Linked DNA regions of Mus musculus: region 1 is linked to region 2. A link is a contact called in public HiChIP or PLAC-seq data. All regions are on one chromosome and are shown on one strand. The core of a region is the stretch at or near the end of the contact, and the rest is flanking DNA. Distances in the headings are between cores, read along the strand shown. Region 1 holds the start of Gucy2d (guanylate cyclase 2d). Region 2 overlaps Gm44507 (a long non-coding RNA gene).

Region 1 (5,239 bases), core at 945-3,444, 50 kb after region 2:
CGAGCAATGGGCCAGGAGTAAGGATAGAGTGCGCTAAAGAAAGCACACTTGTTGCCATTTCTGTGCTCTTGAGCTTGGCGTTTGGAGTACTGTGATTCTTTAAAGCAGTGGTTCTCAACCTTTCTAATGTCGGGATCCTTTAATAGAGTACCTCGTGTTGTGATGATCTCCAACCATAAAACTACTTTGTTGCTACCTTATAACTGTAATTTTGTTTGCTACTGTTATGAATCATAACGTAAATATTTAATATACAACTCCCACAGGGGTTGAGAACCATGGTCCAGCAGTTCTTCTGATGAAGTGGGTTGGACTTATCCCCAGCCATACGGACTTCTCATGACCCCAGGTCAATTCAAGAAGGGAGCTACTACATAAGCCCAAGTGACAGATCTCAGTCTTTATAGAGAGGTGGTGTTGGTGCCCCATAGGCTGCACGAATGCAGAATGTTAGCCCCAAGAATTGCCTTGTCCTACAATCCCGGTGAATCCCATAAAGACTAAACTCAGATCCTTCCAGAAGGCAGCTCAGTTTCACCCACCTGGCAGTTTCAGCAGCCTTATGATAATATAATTGTTCCTTATGCAGAAACCTGTCCTGTCCCTAATGATTGTTGATGCGTTTGAGTGAAAGTCACCCTGTTGGGCCACAAGTCATCTTGTGGTCTTTGTTCCAAGCAGCTATGTAAGGGTAGAAGTGTCACAGGCCACTGTCAGTCCTGCAGTAAGAACAGACTCCACAAGGACCTTCCTAATAGAGAGGCTTGGATAAACGGCAGGTCCCACCTGGAGCATGGAGCAGAGCTGGAAAGAGAACCAGGAGGCAGCTATGCTCTGCCCTAGCAGCACTCTGAGCACATCAGCAGGGGCCTGCAGCCCACTCAGAGCACTATTGGAGCTACAAGAAAATTCACAACCAAAACTAACTTATGACAGGCAGGTCTACCCTTTTTTAAAATTTTTATTTCTCTATGTATCTTATGTATACGAGAGCTCTATTTGCATGTATGCCTGCATGACAGAAGAGGGCATCAGATCTCATTATAAAAGGTTGTAAGCCACCATGTGGTTGCTGGGAATTGAACTCAGGACCTCTGGAAGAACAGCCAAGTGTTTTTAACCACCCAGCCATCTCTCCAGCCCCATACCTACCTTTCTAAAGACTGCATAATAATATAAAACTCTTCTGCTGAATTGTGTATCTGGTACCCTTGAGGTTCGCCACCTCGTTTTATAACATCTGTCACTTTTCAGCAGTAAAATTATTATTTGTTGACTCTTGTGCCCCTCTTTATCCTTGCTAGAAAAGATCTGTTAAGAGAAAAATGCTTTGTTCTCTCCACATGTCAATGGGGCTCACTTATCTAGGACAACACCTAGGAGGTAAGTGAGTTTGTGGGAAATGGCAGGAATAGTTGAGGCAATGGGGGGAAAGTGACTTTGACTCACTCCATGGGAGACCTGGGAAATGAGGTCTTAGTAAGTTCCAGATGAACGAATAAGGTGACAAAAACAAACAAGACACATTTCCGTGTGACAAAGTCATCTCAAGGGGAGGTGGAGTATGCTGTCAGCCCTTAGCAGAACAGAGACCTCAAGAAAAGCTGGTCCGCCAGAGAGAGTAGTGAAGGGGGATATAAGCAAGCCCTCTGGTCTGAGGTCTTAGCCACCAAAAGCCATCTCATGCAAGACCATCATGGTGCGGAAAACAGAAGCCTAAAGCAGCGATTAGCCATGGCCCTTACTGGTTCTGTAACCTGGGTCAAATTATCTAACCTCTCTGTGCCAGACTTTGTATATCTCTAAAAAGACGTAATAACGGTGCCACTGTGGATAGAATGAACTGCGCTTTGCACTTGATGGGTGCTTATCAATGCTGAGCTCTGTGACTTGTCTGGACTCCCTGCCTCCTGGGCACCCCAGAGTGGCCAGAGCTGTCCACAGTGCTGACCGAAGACACCCTCTTACCTCCTCCCTCTCCCTCCCACCCTAACTTCTTTCTCTCTCGTGTGGATCCCCAGAGCCCTGGTGTCTGAACAGATTCAATTTTCCAGATGATTTCTCTGGAATCCTAAGGGGAAGAGGGAGGGAACGAGCCATATCTGAAGCACTCCCCAGGCAGGAGTCTCGGGAAGCCAGCAGATAACAGGAGCAATGAGTGGCTAAGACACCACACAGACGTGGGAGGCCCCAAGTCAGAGAGTGCTCAGAAAGCCTCGCCTCTGAGGACCCTGGTGTGCGACCCTCCGGTCTGACAAAGATCCAGTGTCAACTCTGACAGCCCATCATGGCAGGTGAGTCTGCTGGGAGCATGCCCTGAAGAGAGCCAAAAGGGCCAGGCTGGGGGCAAGTGGGTGACCCTAGGCTGATAAGAATTCTCCATCCTTCTCCCCTGCGCTGATGTCACTCTCTCTGGCTTGGTGCCTTTGTGCAGACAAAAGCTTCCTTCTCTGTCTGTGAGCTCCAGGGCGCTGATAGGGAACCTTCAACTCCATGTGTATGGCCTCATAACCAAGTAACCTGTGGCAAACCCAAAGGCCATTACCAAATCCAAGAAATACAATCCCCTCTCCACTTCAGGGTTGCCCATTAACCTACTGGGCCCAGTGCAGAGAGACCAGAGGAGCTTACACCCTTTGAAGCAATAGGTGGAGGTAAATATGGCTAATCTCAGAGACGGAGATCTATTTCCATGTTCTACCAGCCCATGGGACATCAGTGAAAATGGACATTTAGAGACTTTAAGAGGCAAACTGAGCTCTCTGTGGTTGGGGAAACCAGGTCACAGAAAGGGGTCCAGACCCTGTGCTACAAATCAGGGCAGAGCTGTGGTAAAAGGTGGTCCCTGCTAATGTCTGTGCACCTCTGTAGGCCATTGGCTGCAGGACTCTTGTGGCAGTCTGACCAGCAGGACCTTAGGTAAGGAGTTCAATGGATGTTTTGCAGGACCAGGGGAAGTATAGCCTCTTCTCTGGGTTTCAATGTCCCCAACTGAACTCATAGGGGTTAACTTAGACATCAGCATCTTTAAAGCTCTGATATCCTCTATGAGGTATAGATAGATAGATAGATAGATAGATAGATAGATAGATAGATAGATAGATAGATAGATAGATAATTGATAGACATGATAGATATAGATATAGATGATATAGATTAGATATAGATATAGAGACAAAGCAAGTGAGGTGAGGTGGGATTTCTCTTTGGCTGGGAAGTTGGTGGCTAAGTCTGGCTCTGATTTGGTCTCACCTTTTCGTTAAGACCTCAGACAAGTCACTACCCATAATCAGTTTCTTCCTCTAAAACTGAGAGTTAAGCAAAAGCTTGATAGCTTCTGAGATGTTCCATCAAAGTCTGAGTCAGGGGTACTTCAGTAACAAGACTGTGAGGGAAGTGACTGCCACTTAGAACACTGAAGACTCATGCTCTGGTTCTCAGCTGGAGACAGACAAGGACTCTGTACATCAAGAGCTCATCCCACAGCCCCGAAGGATTCACTTCCAGGGCACATGAACCTCTGCTGGATGCTAGGAGACCACTAAGTATCACAGCAGAGGGCACTGAGCCCACAGGGCTCCGAGACAAACAGAAGACTAGCCTTTCATTCCCCAGCCCTGAAGAGTACTGAAAGCTTCAGTCAGCAGGGAAAAGTGTTGGAAACTCCACAGGAGGAGAAATTGAAACTCAACTTCCTGCCTCCTTCCTGCTAGGCTCTCTCTGTACCTTTTGCCTCCCCTCAAAGATCTGAAGATGGGGGTGATAATGAGGAAGAGGCGGGATGGCTTCACTTAGTGCGTGCAGATCATTCTCCCACCATAGATGAGGCAATCTAGTTTCCATAATCTACCAGGTAACTAGTTGCACCTCCATTTTGCAGGCTGGGAAACTGAGGCTCAAAGAACCTCAGTTCTTAGCCCAAAGTTAGGAGATCATGAGTGTAACTTTAATATGGCTCTAAGGCTCTCATCTACCTTTCAGTATCAAATATGGTTTCTAAAGAGCTGCTCTACCCAGACCCCTTTGGATGACATTCAAAGAAAACCTTCCCTTCCCCTGAGTTATGTCTCCAAGTGTAGGGTTGACGTGAGCTCTGCATCCTCCAGGAGGCCCTCACTGCCCTTGCTCATTCCTATCCATCCTCCTGTCTATGGCCCAAACTCATGGCTAACTCTTTCCTTTGCTGAGCTCTGCATCCCTATTTCCCTGGCAGTTTCCTGGGGGTCAGGATGCACCTTATTCTTTGCTGGGGTTCTTAAGATGATTGCACAAATGGTGTGGGCAGAAAGACAGCCACGCTCTGTGGATGGAGAAGAGGCTATGGTGCTCCATGCAGAGGCCAAGAAAGGCTTAAAGGTGGTGTCCAGAGCTTCTAACAGTAGAATAGAGTGGAGAATGGCGAGGGATGTGGACTCTGTGCCCACATCAGACACAGCAGGAGTGAAAGCCAGACCTTGCCTTATCTTGAAGCTGGCCTGCTAGGGCCTTCAACTCTAGGATTCTTGAGACATAGAGTCTGGCCAGCAGGTAGAGGAATCTTACGACAGAGTCAAATGTACTCACTTGGAGGGAAGTCCAAATTTTCTGGTTGAGAAGGTCATGTTGGGGCGGGAGAGGAGCCAAATGGACTTGGGTCATATACCATCCTCTACTGACGCTATGCTGGCTCCCCTAGCTTCTTCCTCTATGCAGTGTGGTGGAGAGGCCATTTGGTCCAGACAGGTCTGTGAAGGATGTGAGAAATGGGTCCACTGGTGATGTGAACACTTTAGATTCAGTTCTCTTGGTGAGCAGATGTAGCAGGTGAGCTGCTGCACTTGGCATGTGTGCTTTGCTCCCAGAGCCTTGGGCTCAGCAGCCAGGGTCTTTGGGCGGAGCTGGGCTTGTGGAGAACAGCAACAGGTCAGGGAGAGCTTGGTCCTCCTTAAGGAGTTAGGACACTGAGTCCCTAAGCAATGGCATTAGGCCGATTGCTGTCCACAACGCCATATTGTCACCACAGTAAAACTTCTGAGCAGTTTTGTTGCCCATATTTTCAGAGGAAGAAAACAAGGCTCAGAGAGACCCAGAGGCTAGCCTGGGACCTGTGGGTGGAGACAAGAGGTTAGGTCTGGATGTTATTCCTGTAGGTGACATCCGGTCTGAGCTCCATGCTTGGGACTCTGATAGACAACAAGGCTTATCCATACATACCCTTCCTCAGGTCTGCAGCAGGGCTGTCACTTTGAAGGCCAGAACT
Region 2 (5,875 bases), core at 571-3,070:
AATATGGTTCTGAATGGCCTGCCTCAGCCTCTCAAGGCCCTCCTAGATCTTGTGGCTGCTCAGATGGGTCAACCCTGCATCTCACATCATTTAGAAAAGCAGACAGTGATGCAAGCGGGAGGGACGCAGAAGGGCTGAGGTCACTGTGGCTGGCTGCCCAATAGTGTGGTGATGGAGGGTGTCCTTGGATCACGCCCACCCCTTACCAGCCCCAGCTTCCATCCTGTAAGACAGTGATAACAATAGTGCCTGCTTTCAGAGGGTTATTAATGATGAGAATAAAACAGGGACTAGTGGGAAGCGTGTTTGTAACGCACATGGCGCTGAGCCTGGGAGGCAGTCAGCACTCAGAGAGAATGATCTTGACAATATGGTGATGGTGTGGTATTGGCAAAGAAAGGGAGAAGGATGATGTCATCCACGATGCTCCCCGACTCCACCCTTGTGCGTCTTCCTGAATGCCTTTACCCACGACATCCCACCCTAGCACAAACATGTCCAGAGAAACCAAGTAGCCAGGGCCTGCCTTCTGAATTGGGAAGAAGCCAGATACTGGCCCTCAAACAGCACCAGTGGCTGTGTTCTGTGCATGTGGCAGCACCAGCTTTGAAAGAATTAACGGAAGTCTTCCCAAGGGAGGCAGTGCTTGGCTGCCGTGTGATGGGGGACTAGGAGTTGGCTGATTGAGTAGAATAGGATTTCTCTTTTCCATTTAAAGGCATCCCTGGCAGGCGAAATAACAGGAGCAAAAGCAGAGAGGTGTGAAATAGCTTGGGAAGAGGCACGATCCAGTTAGACAGGTGGGAGCAAGGGGCAGCAGGGACACGAGGATGTTTGGGTCAGCTCTCACAGAGGCTAGGGTACGAAATCATTCACCACCTAGCTTGCAGGCCGTGCCAAACTGTTTCATACATTGCGCAGTAGACGTTCTAAGTATCTCCTCAATCCAAAGCACTTTTGTGGTGGACACCTTGGGTGCGACCCAGATGCCCCCGGACTCCAGGCTGGGTCACTCCTTCCTCAGCTACTGAGATTTCCAGGGGCAGAGTCTGAGGTTCACATTCCTCCCTGCCACTGTCTCCCCATCACGTGTTGAGGGATGGGGGTGCGGTGTCGACCAGAACTCCTCCCTCAACTTGGAATAATTGTGAGGAGTCATTACAGAGGCTGGGGGGGTGGGGGGGGGAGATGGCTCAGCATGTAAGGCCCTTGCTGTGACAGACTGGAAAAAAAAATTCTTAAGTTTGGATCCCCAGCACCAGTGTAAAATCCAGGCCCAGAGGCACCCAGTGTAAGGAGGTGAAGACAGGTGGGTTGAAACTCACTGGCCAGTCGGCCCATCCAAATTAGTGAGCTCCATGTTTGGTGAAAGACCTGGGCTCCAAAACTAAGGTGGGGAGGGGGCTGTAAGAATGCTTAGCAGTGAGCTGGTGTTTGCTGCCAAGCCTGACAACCTGAAATCAATCTCTAGGACCCATAAAATAAAGGGGAGAATCAAAACCCACAAAATCTCCTCTGATCTGCACATGAGACATGGTGAGAGCTCATGAACACACACACACACACACACACACACACACACACACGCACACTAAAATTTAAGTGGGGAATAACTGAAGAAGACACCTAACACTGACCTCTGATTGCCACAAACATGCATGCATTTACACCTGAACACACTCATGTGCATACCCAGAGAAATACATGTATCTAATACACACACACACACACACACACACACACACACACACACACACACACAGCCATTCCAGCTCCAAACCTCTGGGAGGAGCAGGCAAAGGCCTTTGAGGGATTTGCTCAGAAGTCCAGTTTGTCTCTCTGCCCAGTTCTGATTCACAAGTTCCTCGTCACAGATACAGATCTTGAAAGAGCTTCCCCCAAATAACTATCTGCCAGCAAATCTCCCTCTTGATCTCCTTCCTCAAGAGCTCCACCTGCACCAACCATCATGCAGCGGTCTCCATGATGGGTGGCATCTCATTGAAGGGTGATGAGGAACCCTGCTTTTTGAAGACATTTCTGTCCAGAGTGAGAGGCTGAGTTGGCAGGACACACTGGAATCTAGTAGTCAGAGAGGATGCGATTGTTTCAATTTAGCAGAAATATGATGTGAGCAAGAGGTGATAGGGGCAGGAAGGAGGGGTAATCTTTGGGAACTTAGAGAGCAGGGGGAATACTGAGTCTGGAAACGGTCTGGGAGCCTTGAAACATCAGGGCAAGGTGGAGCCTTCTGGGATCCTGCCCCAGTCATCCTGCCCGGGATGACAGGAAAGATTCAACAAGAGAGACTCAGCTCAGTGGCTATCATGGCTACCAGAGATATGGGTGGGGAGGCCCTGGAGGTGTGGAGGAGATGACCTGGGGGTGTGGAGGTGGGATAATAGTAATGGGTGGTTTATAGACCATTTCTTTACCCATTGAATTTATTAGCAATCAGAAAGACCAAGGTCCTGGAGAGTAGGGTGGGCCAGCTGTTAACCCTTTGGTTGCTGAATCTTGCTGCGCTGGGTAGAGGGACGCTTGCATGCAGTAGCTCTTTACAAAGCAGTAAGCATCCTTGCGTGCCAACTTACCACAAGCCCAGCTGCTCCCTCTGAAATCCTCCCAAGAGCCTGCTAGACAGATACCTCAATCCCTAGTCATAAAGAGGAAGCCAGGGCTCAGTGCGGTTCCCGCCTTGTCCAGAACCAGGCAGTGCCTGAAGACAGAGCTGGAGTTGATCCAGGCTCATCTGACACATGCCTGTAATTGCTGGGGAGGGGTGTGTATGTGTGTGAATCAGGACCCAGAATTCTTGGCTCTTTAATCAGAGTCCTTTCTCCTTGCTCAAATGGCTACTTCCTATGCTAAATTCCAGAATTTTTGATCACGAGCCAACTTCTTCCAAGAAACAGAGCTTGAGAATGACCAGTTTACGGGGACTTAGGGTGATGTGGGTTATTTTAGCAGGAATTTCCAGGCCTGGGAATCTCCCCAACTCCTGGTTGGATCACTGACACATATGGGCAGGACTCTGTAGCTGTGGCAGCCGTAGTCTCTTCAGTGGATGACACCTCCACAGAGTCAGGAGTGGGGCCCCTAAACCTGCCTTACCTTGGTCCCATCACCTCCAGCCTGTGCCTTGCAGGGAAATGGTCTGTCTTAAGCATCACTTTTCTAAGTGTTTTTATAGAGCTTGGCTGTTTCGTTGAGCTGCAAAGGGCTATAGTCTCTGTTCTCTGTGGTTTTGTGTTCCTTGGCTTCAATGACCTGCTGTCTACCATGATCCAAATATATTAAAATGGAAGCAAGGCGTGGTGGAAAACTCCTGTAATCCTGGCACTGGGGAGGTAAGGGCAGGAGGATCGTGAGTTCAAGTAAGACCTTGTTTCAAAAAACAAAACCAGTCATTTTGAAGGGAAACTTGCAGAAATAAGCTATGAACTTTAGATTATATGCGGGCGGTTGTGAGTAACATGAAGCTGTCTCCTGTACTGTCTGTGTCTCACCCAGAAAGTGAGCCACCCTTCTGCACGCCATGCGCCCTGCATGGACTAGCTGCCTGTTGCTCCTCAGGCAGACACCATAGTTATTAGGCTCCCTGAGGCAGAATCTAACAAGCACCACAGTGAGTGACAGAAAGCCCTGCTGTCCCCTGTTAGGGTGTTCATGGTTTGTTCTCCTCACCCTGGACTGGTCCTAGCCCTGCGAACTCATACACAGGTCTGAGTCAGTCACAGCAGGACAACGTGTTCAACCCTCACTTCAAAGAAATGGATGTAAGTGAGGTCCAGAGAGGACAAGGACCTGCCCAAGGCCACCCAGTGCTCTGGTGTACAGCATGTTCCAGCTTGAGTGTCCCAACCAGAAGCCTGGAACCTGTCCATGTCTCAAATCAATGTGATCTGTGGCATCAGGCCAGGGGATTGAGGGAATTTGGAAACTGACTTTAGTTCAAGTTTGACTCCTTGAACTCTGGACTTGCTGGGAGACTTGGACAAGTAACCAATCTCCCAACTTCGATCTCCTTGGTTCTGAAATAACGACTCCTTCCTTACAAAGTTCTTGCAAAAATATAGAGAAAGCATCATTGTGAGAGGCATGCAGTGGGCCTGAGTTGGTCCAGTTAATGATTGTGTTCATTAATATGAATACACACCCGCTGGCACACTGTGGATACTCACGAAAGCTTGGTGTCTCTATCTCTGCATGCAATCTCTTCTGTTTCCATGGGTGGCTGCAGAGGGCCTGTACGTTTTTTTCTGATGCCCACAGCCTGGTAGACAAGAAGAGACAAAATTGAATTGTGATTCAGAGTTAGGGAAAGAGTATAGAGCTAGCTTCTAAAATCACCTTCTAGCAAAAGTTTGAAACAAAGCAGCGTGCACCTTAGAATCTGTTCTAGCTCAAACCTCCCTGGTTATACTCAAGCCTTTTGCAGGCCCTATGGAAGGAGCCAGAGCCTGCAGCTGGGCCTCCATCCTCTAGTCTCCCTGGCCAATACTCTCCCAGATCCCAAGCAGGGCTCAGTATGAAAACCAGTCCTGTGTGGTCTGGACTAGAGCTGAGCAAGTGTCAGAAATGTTCTTTAGGTAGCTAGATTCCATCTGGAGCCGTGGTAAAACAGAATATTCTAGATCTGGGAAGATTTTGGTGTCTCAGAGTCCATCCTCCATTTATCTCCATTTGGTTTCATGAAAGTCAAAAGGCTGATGCTGTTTTGGAATGCACAGGGAGCCAGGCCTGATGACCCAAGCAGAATTCTCTCTAATTCCCGTAAAGGGCCTTCCTTCTTTTGTTTTTGTTTGGTTTTGGTTTTTTGTTTCCTCAAGACAGGCTTTCTCTGTGTAGCTTTGGAACTGGCTCTGTAGACCAGGCTGGCCTGGAACTCACAGAAATCTTTCTGCCTTTGTCTCCAGAGTGCTGGGATTAAAGGTATGCACCACTACAGCTGGGCTTGGACCTTCTCTTTTGTTCATCAATCATACTGAGTCACACCTCATGACAGTATCTGTGATGGCTACCATGAGAATGCTCCCATAGGCTCATGAGTTTGAATACTTCATTTCTAGTTGATGGAACTGTTTGGGAAGGATTAGGAGGTTTCGCCTTGCTGGAGGAGGTGTGTTACTGGGGTGAACTTTCAGGTTCCAAAAGTCCATGACCTTCCCAGTTAGTTCTCTCTCTCTCTATGCCTTGTGGGAGAGCTCTTAGCTACTCTTCTAGCACCAGGCCTGCCTGCCTGAAGTTATGCTCCCCACCATGGTGGCTATGGGCTCTCATTCTCTAAAACTGCAAGCAAGCCCCCGATAAACTCCTCTGTAAATTGCCTCGGTCATGGCGTTTTGTCACAAGATTTGAAAAGTAACTAAGACAGCATCTCTGTGTGTCACCACCATAGGTGTGCTGTCAGAGCTGAGCATGACAGGCCTCATCTGTTGTCCCCTCTGTCTTACTACACTGTCATTGCCCATTTAGCACCCAACTCCTGCACCAACTTGAGCCCAGGGGAAGTTATACCTAGGTGATACTGGACCCAGGTAGCATGGGAAGTACTGTAAATACAACAGTTTACACACACGTGCACATGCACACACACACACACACACACACATACACACACACACACACACAAATACTTCATACATGGCAGAGGGAACCTAGCAACAATACAGGACCTGAGTTGGCCTCCTTGTTCATGAACTTCAGGTGGCTGAAGCTGACAGAGCGTGTCGACTTTTATCTTACCACATGGTCAGCGTCCACAAAAGCAATAGTGGTACTCACCGGGTCAAGCAGGATGCTTAGCTCTTGGTCCTCACTGAATCTCTGTGAGCAAGTGAGTCCTACTTTAATTTCCATTGTCACACCCGAG

Evidence for each region. HiChIP or PLAC-seq counts read pairs in DNA pulled down with a chosen protein or histone mark.
Region 1: a contact with region 2 is called in an H3K27ac HiChIP or PLAC-seq map of embryonic fibroblasts, with 27 read pairs. The contact joins the promoter of Gucy2d here to the enhancer-like site in region 2. A contact is called at or near these places in 1 of 15 datasets of contacts at CTCF or cohesin (the NIH/3T3 cell line), 13 of 484 Hi-C or Micro-C datasets (the HPC-7 cell line, the N1E-115 cell line, bone marrow-derived macrophages and 6 more), 9 of 115 datasets of contacts at active chromatin or transcription factors (the 3134 cell line, embryonic fibroblasts, embryonic stem cells and 3 more) and 4 of 9 other capture datasets (adipose tissue, liver, macrophages and 1 more).

What each region holds. Positions count from the first base shown.
Region 1 is chr7:98,438,222-98,443,460 of GRCm38.p6, forward strand. Gucy2d (guanylate cyclase 2d) reads left to right here and starts at 2,195. Exons shown (of 19, transcript NM_001130693.3): 1 at 2,195-2,294; 2 at 5,204-5,239. The coding sequence starts at 2,288.
Region 2 is chr7:98,388,816-98,394,690 of GRCm38.p6, forward strand. It overlaps Gm44507 (a long non-coding RNA gene), which reads right to left. Exons shown (of 7, transcript XR_001778223.1): 6 at 4,185-4,276. Among named protein-coding and RNA genes, the nearest start is that of Gm44507, 24 kb to the right of the region's middle. Within about 2 kb of position 1,821, at least 86 of the 459 cell types and tissues checked have an H3K27ac peak or open chromatin away from gene starts, as enhancers often do. A contact at or near this core is called in the NIH/3T3 cell line, adipose tissue and embryonic fibroblasts, where this site is marked.